2 separate regions of the Mus musculus genome follow, and region 2 is linked to region 1. The links are chromatin contacts, called in public HiChIP or PLAC-seq maps. All regions are on one chromosome and are shown on one strand. Each heading gives the region's core, a stretch centred on a gene start, on an enhancer-like site or on the middle of the called end of the contact. The rest is flanking DNA. Distances are from core to core; before and after follow the strand shown.

Region 1 (5,185 bases), core at 866-3,365:
CCTTATCTGAATGGTACTGACAGTATCTTAGACCAGAACAGCAGCAATTTCCAGACTACAACTACTTCTTCACTCCCATAAATAACAAGCCTCCAGTTCCTTGGATTCCAGCCTTGATATCTGCCCTAGGCTTCAGCTCGTGATTCTCCTGCCTCAAACTCCAGGTGCTGACATGGCAGACACACACTATCACATATGGCCAAGACTGCTCAAATGCAACCCCTCTTGGTCATTTCCACTTCCCCTCTCCAGCTCAAGCCATGACACAGCAACAGCTTTTTAAGTACTGGTCTACTCCAGTGTCTGGTCCCTTCCCACTCTGCCAAGTGGGAAAACCCTTCAAAGTATCCCCATAGCTTCCAGGCTAAAATCCAAATTCTTTAGCATGCTTCCAAGGGCCTCCCTATTTGACTCCACAACCTCTCATTTTCTCCACTTCTCCAAGTAATACTGGAACCACAACACGGCTGACTAGTCACTTGGGTCTTTCTCATGCCTAGGTCTCTGCGCCTTTCCATCTAGTTCTGCCTAGAAATCCGTTTCCTAGGCTCATTATATGCCTAAGGAAATCTTGAAACACTAAGTCCCTCATTGTTGCCTAGAACTGTGGTTCAGATATTTCTCCTGTTCTCAGTAGCTCTGTGTTCACACAGTGCACACACTCAACCACCCTTGATTTGCCGGTTCCTCCCATACTGTACATATCACCAGAGAACAAGTGTATTCCTAGCCAGAAGGGCTAAGTGCCTAAGCTAAAATGTTTTCACACATACTGAGGTCCAATAAATGCTTGGCAGATGATGAACGTGCTGTTCTAACCCTGGATTTTCACTTCAAGGGAAAGCAGTACAAAGAGCTACAGCTGACAGTTCTGATACTAACTAACCTCTATCTAATATATTCTCTCTCTCTCTCTCTCTCTCTCTCTCTCTCTCTCTCACACACACACACACACACACACACACACACACCCTCTTGATCTTTCAAAACGCTTCTGACTCCCTTGCTGCGTCCTTCCACAGCACCCTCACCACATTTGTAACTATTTCTTAACTGTCTTTCACTGCTAACTCGATGGGGGCAATGACTAGACTTTTCAAAGCTGTATTCGATGACATTTTCCATGTTGCCAACACAGAATAAACACAGCGATCCTACGACCACAGGCACTTGGCAACTGTGCCAGACCCAACCTGAATCATCTGACTTCAGATCCAGAAGTGGACAGCACCTCCCATAAAGTTAGCTTGGATTGCGAGTGAACAGTGGCAGTCTAAGAGTAAGGGGAGCTCACTGAACGTAAACGCAGGGCTTACTAGCCTACCTTAAATTTAACAGGCATTCCAAATTTTTAACTTTTTTTTTTTTTTTAGTTCTACTACCAGATAGCCTTTAACCTGCAGCTGCCCAGATCGAAAGTTAGAGAGGTTCCAAGGAAAGGAAGGATCTAGGACTGGAAACCTCTCTCTAAAACCAGATTCTTTTCTTCTCCGAGATCAAGTTACCCATCCGAGTAATGGGAACAAGACCCGGTCAGGAGGAAATTCTAAGGTCTCCCAGGGTCCATTCAGTTGGTTAGGATGCCTTTAGGAATCAGGCCTCCGCGGAGGCTGATAGGCAGAGCTGCGAAATCAAGGAGAAAGTGGCTTCCCCAAGACCTCCTGGTTCAATCTGGTACCCCAGCCCCACCTCAAGAGACCGCACCCAGGAGCCCGGGATGGCCGAAGGGCCCAAACCCCGGCCTTTCAGCAAGACTCCTCAAACGCGCGTAGGCTAGCACAGCCTTTACTAACGGCCAGGACCCGGTGGGCCCCAAAGACCATCCCAATCCTTATCCAACCACCAACCCTCACCTTAAGAGTTCCGCCTCACCTCCGGACTGCGATCAGCCGCTCTCCACTTCCGGCAAGAACCGCCCAGCGGTCTTCGCGCGACCCACTTCCGGGCCCTCACTGGGCGCGGCACCCCCACCGGAAATGAACCACTGGCTGTAACGCTAGCCCGGGGGAGAGGAAGAAGTTTGGCCGCTCCGCTCGTGACTCCGCCCTCATTCCCCGCCACCGGAGAGAGAATCTGGCTTAGGAGCGTTTGGAAAAGGGCTCCGCCTCCAAGGGAGGTGGGGGAGGAAAACTCGGGGAAGGGGCGTGTCCACGGTTGGTCACGCCCCGAGGCCCAGACCAATAAGGAGCTGGAGTTCCTAACCAAGCCCCACCTCCTCAAAGGAAGACAGCTGAGTGGCTGCTTGTTTTGTCAATTTGTGCTCGGAGACTGAGGTCGTTACGTTTTTAGCCTCAGTCCGGAAGAGGTTCAGGGAACAACAGTGGGGCTAGAAGGCTCTGAGACCCAGTGTCTGGTGGTTGGGGGGACCGGGACCAAATTTCGCCCCTGGCTGGGCGTGCAAGCCTTGGTTTCCCTGTCTGTAGTACAGAAAAGCAATGGACTCGGTCGCGGAGGCTAATAGAGTAGGCTTTGAGCGTCTGGGCATGCTCGCCCTCGCTCGATTCCGAGGCTAGGGCTGGGAAGGTGGAGAAAATCTTCCACTCGCGCCCCACTTCCTGTTTGCTCTGTGCGTTTTGTGACCATAGATGGTCAGGTCCGTGGCTGTGCTTAAGCTTCCGCCTCAGGCTTCGGAGTTCTTCCTCCCACCCTGTAGGGTGTGGTCCCTGAAATGAAATGAGCAAAATTAAAGGAGATCTTGTCCCATTCCTTAAAAATCTTGCTTTTGAGGCTTCATCGCCCCAAGCTATGTATGCCCAGCTGGCTGCTAATGAGCCCGTGTGCGATTCAGAGCTGTAACTGCAGCCTGCAGGGCAGTCTTCGCCTCCCTGCTTCTTAGACGGGGGATCGCGTCTTTGTTTCCTCCGGACTTAACACTTTCCAACCGGTCATTATCCTCCCACAAAGATTTATTTCTAGAAAAAAAATTGGCGAGTGCTGTGCTATGGTTCCTACCCCTTCGACTGGATGACTGACAACTCCGCGTTCAAGTTGAATGCAGGTGTTATATGCCAGAGTCAATCATTCAACAAATACAGTTCATGTAATAATAGCTACCATTTACTGTGCGCTGACTACATGCCAGGCTTGTGCTGAGCGCTCAAACCATTTTCATTTAATCCTAATAGCAACTCTCTGCGGTAGGTACCATTACATCCTCGGAGCTTCAAATGAGGAAGCTGAATAACTTGCCAAGGTCACAAAGTAGATGTTGAAACTTTAAACAGAGCACGCATTTGACTGTCTTAGAACCAATGAATTTAATCATCCCCAGTGATAGATAGATCTGGGAACATTTGAGGCATTGGGTGCCTCTGGTTGTAGACGTAAGTTGTTCCATTCCTGACTCCGAGCCCTTTACTAGCGTCCCGACTTTGATCAAGGTGCTTTGGACAATTTACTGGCCTCCCCCAGTTTATGACTCCCAGTTTGTTTAAAACAGAAATGACAACATACCAAATTATGGCACAAAAATCATCCGTTTATAATATGTTCATTTCAGGGGCAGGTGTGGTAATGCTCACCTTTAGTTCCAGCACCCGGGAAGCAGAGGCAGGTTGATTTTGTGAGTTCAAGGCCAGCCTGGTCTACATAATGAGTTCCAGACACAGTGAGACCCTGCCTCAAACAAACAAATACATTTGGGCTGGAAAGATGACTCAACTGGAGAAAGACATCTGCTTCCAAATCCTGAGTTTGATTCCCCAACACCTACCTGACAGAAGGAGAGAAGACTTCAAAAAGTCATTCATGGTCCATGTGGGTTCAATCTCTCACACAACAAATAAAATTTTTGTTTTATTTTCTCTTGAGAAAACTTCTCATACCCTTGGCTACCCTAGAGCCAAGACCAGACTAGCTTTGAACTCAGACATCTCTGCCTGTCTTTGCCTCCTGAGTGTTAGATTTAAAAGTATGGGCCAACTTGCCTGGTCAATAAATAAAATACGTTTAAAATTTAAAAGTTTAACCAATAAATACTGTCTTAACATCAAACAGAGAGTTGTGATGCACACCTTTGATCTCACCTCTGGGAAGATTGAGATAGGACGACTCTGAGTCTGAGGCCAGCCTGGACTACAAAGCAACAATTTGCCAAAACAAAACAAAACAAAATCAAAAGGTTAAATATGAGTCTATATGCAGCTCAGAACAGACAGCCCCTCCCCCTAACCAATTTTACCCTCCTAAATCTCTTTTGTGAGTAGGGACACAAAGTATACAGATCATCCATCCATGCGTCCAAGAGCAATAGAAGAAAGAGGGGACGAGAGGGGGCCAGTGAGATGGTTCCTGGATTAAAAGTGCCAGCCACGTAAACCTGAAGAGCTCTGTAATACACATCAAGGTGGAAGGATCGCCACACGTTTGAAATAGCATGCATGCCCACATACATGCATACATAATACATACACAAATTAAAGACCATTTCCTTACCTGTAAAACTGGGATGATAATTTATAGGGTTGTGATGAGAAATAGAAGCAGCCTTTTTGAAATCATCTTGTAAAACAATGATAGGAAACATAACTTACAGCCAATATGCTGAGGAACTGCTTGTTTTGACTGAGCATATAGATGCATACACTTATGACTCCAGTGACAGATAGGATGAAAACATTACCTGCTGTATACATGTCTATATATTGAAGGATATATATTTGGCCTTTCCAAACACTATACTACCTTATTCCAGTTCTACACCCGGGAAAAAACAGTAGCTTGCTGCTGGCTTTTTTTGTTTGTTTGTTTGTTTTGTTTTTGTTGTTTTCTTTTTCCTTAGCTGATTCTGTTCTGTGCCCAGACCACAATGCTTCATCTACAATTGGCTCATATCTAGCGCATATCCAGCAAATGCCTTGAATTCAGAATAATCATTTCCTGGGCTGAGATGGATGGGTAAAACGGTAGAAATAGGAATTTGGCCAAGATGAGGTGAGTAGTGCCTGTGGACAGCTTTGACATAGGTTGGACGAAGAGGCTAAACCAACCCCTCAAGAGGAGAAGTGGGGTCCGATGCTCTGCCCCTGGGCTGTACCCCCACAGGAGGGGCAGACTGTAATGGAAGAGCTATTAGATTGCATTTTAGCAATGTTCTGTAGAGCATAGTCTTGAGTGGGCAAGACAGACCCATCAAAGGTCAGAAAGAGGGCTGGCACTATAGCTCAGTGAGTAAAGGTGCTTGCTG
Region 2 (5,364 bases), core at 781-3,280, 2.2 Mb after region 1:
CCGTACACACGCATCTGAAGATGCCAGATCTGACCAAAAGGTCACAGCTGGTTAGGGCTAGGAAGCTCTGAATAACTAATGAGCCTTGCTTCAGTGGGAGCTCGAGTCGGGGACAAGGAGATCCCAGAAGACTCAAGTCATGGAATAACATCTGTCCACTGAGTACTTCTTCTTTTTTGAGACAGGGTTTCTCTGTATAGAACCTGGCTATCCTGGAACTCACTCTGTAGACCAGGCTGGCCTTGAACTCAGAAATCTGCCTGTTCTGCCTCCCAAGTGCTGGGATTAAAGGTGTGTGCCACCACGCCCGGCTCCACTGAGTACTTGTAACTCTCCACGTTCTATGAATTTTCTCCCCACAGGGGCCACCTGAGTGGAAAGTTTGACAGGAGAAGAAAAAGCCCAACTGGCTAAGTGACTGGCCCACGGGTTAATCCCTTATACTGTCCTGCCTCATGCCGTAGGCAAGGATAGACCATGGCACAAGGTACACTCCAGGCAAAGAAGGCTGGGTTTGAATCTTTGCTTCTCATTTATCAAGAAGTGTGACTCTTGGCAAGGATTTGAGCTGTTTTCCTTCTTATAGCATTGGAGAAACAGCCCTGAGGAAGTCTTTAAGGCTTAAGGGGTTCCTTCTGGCACATGGTGGGATCTCACAGACAGCTTTTGTGTTCCTTCACCAGTCCAAGAGAAAAGCCAAGCCCCCTTCCCAAAGGAAGAGCTACAGACACTATTCCACAGGTCTCCACACATACCTCATGGCCACATTGCTTCCGTCGATGACCACAGGTCTCAGGTCGCTGCCCTCTCTGTCCTCCTCTGGGAGTGAGGGTTCTAGAGTGGAAGGCTTGGGGGTGCTTCCACCCCGGGGCACCAGAGGGGGCTGGGGGCTGGGGGCCGTCAGGGCCTGGCATTCTCGTTCAGTAGCTGAGCCATGCTTCACCAATTCCCCTAGCACCGTGTTGGTGTCTGCTTGGACTCCCAGCTTCTGCAGGACACTGTGGATCTCAGAGGACGAGTACCCCAGTTTACGGAAAAAGTCCACCTTCATCTGCAGCTCGGAAGTAGGGGCCTCTTTAGCCACAGGATCCTGGTCTGGCTGAGGTCGACCCTGGCTGCTGTGTCTGTCCTCAAGACTCCACAGACTCATGGTGGGGTTGGATTCTTGGACAGGCTTCGTTCCACAAGGGTCACTCATATTTCACATTCTTGGAATGTGTCCATCACAGCTCCTATTGACCAGACCACAGGGTTAAGGGCAAGCAATGCCCAATATAGGTCTCTTTCAGACTCTCTTCCACAGAATGGGGCAACACGAACTGAGAAGACGCTATTCAAAGCCATTCTCACGTGTCAGCCCACGCTGTGCTCTCAAAGAGCTCTCAGCATTAGTTATTTTTACAAGAGGGAGACCGAGGCACAGGCAGTAAGCGTTTACTCAAGATCATCAACTCAAAGTTTGTGATACAAACATTTGAACTTGGTCTGACTCCACCCCCAAACCCCGTTCTGTTCCATGCCAACCCAAGGGACCCAAGAGGCAGGGGCGGGGCTCTCAGAAGGAAACTGGGGCTGGAAGTGCGCAGGGGACCCAGGGGCTTCCCCATTGTGGCCACCGCCTTCGTCTCCGAGTCTCATACTTCGGCTCAGGGACAGAGTTCTATTCTGGGAAGGACAAGTTTCCGGGGTGACCCACGGAGAGAAAAGTTGCTGGGCGACTCTGGTTGGCTACCGGGCCCGGTGACGCGAGGAGGTCCTGGCTAGAGCCCGGAGAACGCCGGGTGCCCCAAGACACCCCGTTCCACGCACCAGGGTGAACTCAGCGGGGTCCCAGCGATGGAGACACTGCCCGCGCGCGACCCTCCCGGAGTCAGACCCAACGCAGCGCAGCACCCGTTCCACCCGGTAGCACTCACCCCGCTGAGCGCCGGACGTCGTCTGTAAGGTGTCCATGGAGCCGAGTCTCGGGCTCTGACGGCACCTTCGTAGCCGCGACAGGCGGGCAGGTGCTTTAAGGGCAATGACGCGGAAGCCGGGCAGGGCCGCCGCCCCTTCCTGCTCCGCCTCCCTCCTGCCCCGCCCCACGGTAGGTCGGAGCCGGCTCCGCCCCGTTTCTGAACAAGTCCCGCCCCAGCATCTCTAGCCACGCCCCTGGCCACACGAAGTCTGGGCGGCTCCAGGCTTGTACCACCCGACTGCTTAACGCCGGCTCTGCAGAAGCAGGTTCCGTGCACCATGCAAAACCGGAATAGAACGGCCTCGCAGGTTCACTTCAACAACTTGACACGTCCACCGGCTTGGTCCAGGTTTCTAGTTGCACAAGTTGAGGCCACAGCCGGCAGAGATCCGGCCACTCCAGTTCAGTCACATAGGTTGTGAACTGAAGCCTGTTCAGCGATAGAGTCACACTCAGGACCAGGGACACTTTTCTTGAAGTAAATACCTTCCCAAGACAGGAGGGCTCCACCACCACAAGTTGCATAGTGGTGGAGGAAATGCCAGGAAAAGGAGGGACATTGACACCAATCGCCATGGGAGAGTCCGTGAAGAATGCTATCAAGCAGACTGCAAAAACTCATCTTGTCCCTTATCCTCAAGAGGTCAAGATCCCTCAGTCGAGCACAGCCCTGTACATTATCATCCTGGGGCTTAGATATTGGACAGATCCTTGTGCTCAGGGACCTTCTGTTTTCTTTGGCTTTTGTTGTTCTTTCTGACACAAGGTCAAGCTATGTAACCCATGCCGGCCTCAAACAGCCCAGTGGCCCCATCCATCAGGATCCTGTGTGCTGAGGTTATAGGTGTGAGTTATCATGCTTGCTCCATTTACCTCTGAGAAATGCAGGAAAAAGCTGAAGGGCCTCAGCCATGTAGATCAAGATAGGAGGTCCCAGCTGGGTGTGGTGGCGCACACCTTTAATCCCAGCACTTGGGAGGCAGAGGCAGGAGGATTTCTGAGTTCAAGGCCAGTCTGGTCTACAGAGTGAGTTCCAGGACAGCCAGGGCTACACAGAGAAACCCTGTCTTGGAAAAAAAAAATAGGAGCTCCCACTCTGTAGCACCAGGGACCACTATGAGCATTCTGGGGGACACTAGTGACTCAGGGCAGAGGGAAGGGAGCCTGGCTGTCAGTGTGCCTGCATGCATGCACGAATGCATGTGTGTGTGCTAGAGAAGAGAGAGGTGCCCAGGAGAGGGAGAAAGGGAACCCAGGACCTGCACACAGGAAGACAAAGTCTATTATGTCACCAGCATGCTTGCATATAGGGAAACTGAGGCTCAGGAAGCCAAAACACTCAAAAGTAAGAATTAATTACTGTGTGTCAATACTTCAGTCATATCTCACCTGTCTAAGCAAATGCAGTTGTCTTCTAAGGACATTGGCTGTTTTAATAAAATGGTTTTATAGTAAAAGATACCACCAACATAGCTACATACATTCAGTCTAAAAAGAGATAACAATAATTTTTATTGACTTTATTTAGTTTTTAATTACCGTATTGATGTGCATGGGAATTTTGTATGCATGCCTGGTGCCCCAGGAGGCCACAAGGGGCTTAGGACCCCTGGAACTGGAGTTACAGATGGTTGTGAGCTTCAACATGGGTGTCGGAAATCAAACCAGGATCCTCTGGAAGAGTGGCCAGTGATCTTAAACACTGAGTTCTCTCTTCAGCTCCCAACAATAATTTTTAAAGCTGCATCTCTGTTATCTTTTGCAGGTTTGTTTGTTTGTTTGTTTGTTTGTTTGTTTGTTTGTTTTTCGAGACAGGGTTTCTCTGTATAGCCCTGGCTGTCCTGGAACTCACTCTGTAGACCAGGCTGGCCTCAAACTCAGAAATCCACCTGCCTCTGCCTCCCAAGTTCTGGGATTAAAGGCGTGAGCCACCACTGCCTGGCTTTCACGTAATTTTGTATACCACGTACATGCTTGGAGCCCTGGGAGGTCAGATTCCCCCCAGAACTGGAGAATGGATTGTTGTGAGCTGCCATGTGGGAACTGAACCTGGGTTCTCTGTAGGAGCAACAAGTGTTCTAAGTGGCAATTTTTCCAGCCCTGTTTTGGTTTTAGAGACTGGGTCTTATGGATTCCAACCTAGCTTTGACTCACTATGTAGCAGAGGTTATCCTTGAATTTTAACCCCCCCACACACCTTCTGCATACTGTGGTGACAAGAATGTGCCACCCTGCCTGGCTTTCCAGGTATCTATTGTCTAACTTGAAAACTAGGTGCCAGCCGGGCATCGTGGTGCATGCCTTTAAACCCAGCACTTGGGAGGCAGAGGCAGGCAGATTTCTGAGTTCCAGGACAGCCTGGTCTACAGAGTGAGTTCCAGGACAGCCAGGGCTACACAGAGAAACTCTGTCTCGAAACAAAACAAAACAAAACAAAACAAAACAAAACAAAACAAAACAAAACAAAACAGAAAACAAGGTGCCTTTGAGGACTTTTGGGCGTCCCTATCACACCGCCTTCCCTGGTCTGGAGGAAGTTCTGTCTTGAATCTGTGCCAGCCATTCCCTCACATTGTCCCCTTGTGTTAACACTGCATTGTTTAGAGTTTTAGGTAACTAGAGTCCTATAAAGACATGGTCTCAGCCGGGTGTGGTGGTGCACGCCTTTAATCCCAGCACTTGGGAGGCAGAGGCAGGTGGATTTCTGAGTTCCAGGCCAGCCTGGTCTACAGAGTGAGTTCCAGGAGAGCTAGGGCTACACAGAAAAACCCTGTCTCGAAAAACAAAACAAAACAAAACAAAAAAAGACATGGTCTCCCTTTTCATACAGGCTTATGATGATAAAAGTCCGTGTCTGTTGCCTGCATACTATACTTTATTCTGAGACTCACAGAGATCCACCTGCCTCTGCTTCCCAAGTGCTGTGATAAAAGGCGTGGAACACACACACACACAGCAGCTTCCTTTCTTTTCTTATTTGCATAGTAATCCATCAACAGTGTCTTGCTAGCCCGGCGGTGGTGGCACACACCTTTAATCCCAGCACTAGGGAGGCAGCGGTAGGCGGATTTCTGAGTTCGAGGCCAGCCTGGTCTACAAAAGTGAGCTCCAGGACAGCCAGGGCTACACAGAGAAACCCTGTCTCGAAAAAAACAAAACAAAACAAAACAACAAAAAAACAAAAAACAAAAAACAAAAAAACAAACCAGTGTCTTGCTATGTAGATAAGATTTGATTCTAGCTTGTGATCCTCCTGTCTGTGTCCTGAGTCTTGGGATTACTGACCCACACCACCATGGCTTGCCCTCATATAGAGTTGAGAGTGTCACTAGAAGGATGAGAAGGGTAAAGTTAAGACCTGGAGTCGGTGGGGCTGGAAATTCTGCAGCCTTCCTTACTGCATCCAT

The links. HiChIP or PLAC-seq counts read pairs in DNA pulled down with a chosen protein or histone mark.
Region 2: a contact with region 1 is called in an H3K27ac HiChIP or PLAC-seq map of bone marrow-derived dendritic cells, with 10 times the contacts expected there. The contact joins the promoter of Zc3h12a here to the promoter of Cap1 in region 1. A contact is called at or near these places in 2 of 115 datasets of contacts at active chromatin or transcription factors (bone marrow-derived dendritic cells and memory CD8 T cells) and 2 of 9 other capture datasets (adipose tissue and liver).

Annotation. Positions count from the first base shown.
Region 1 is chr4:122,883,961-122,889,145 of GRCm38.p6, forward strand. Cap1 (CAP, adenylate cyclase-associated protein 1 (yeast)) reads right to left here and starts at 2,116. Exons shown (of 13, transcript NM_001358035.1): 1 at 1,854-2,116.
Region 2 is chr4:125,125,851-125,131,214 of GRCm38.p6, forward strand. Zc3h12a (zinc finger CCCH type containing 12A) reads right to left here and starts at 2,031. Exons shown (of 6, transcript NM_153159.2): 1 at 1,917-2,031; 2 at 756-1,232. The coding sequence starts at 1,198.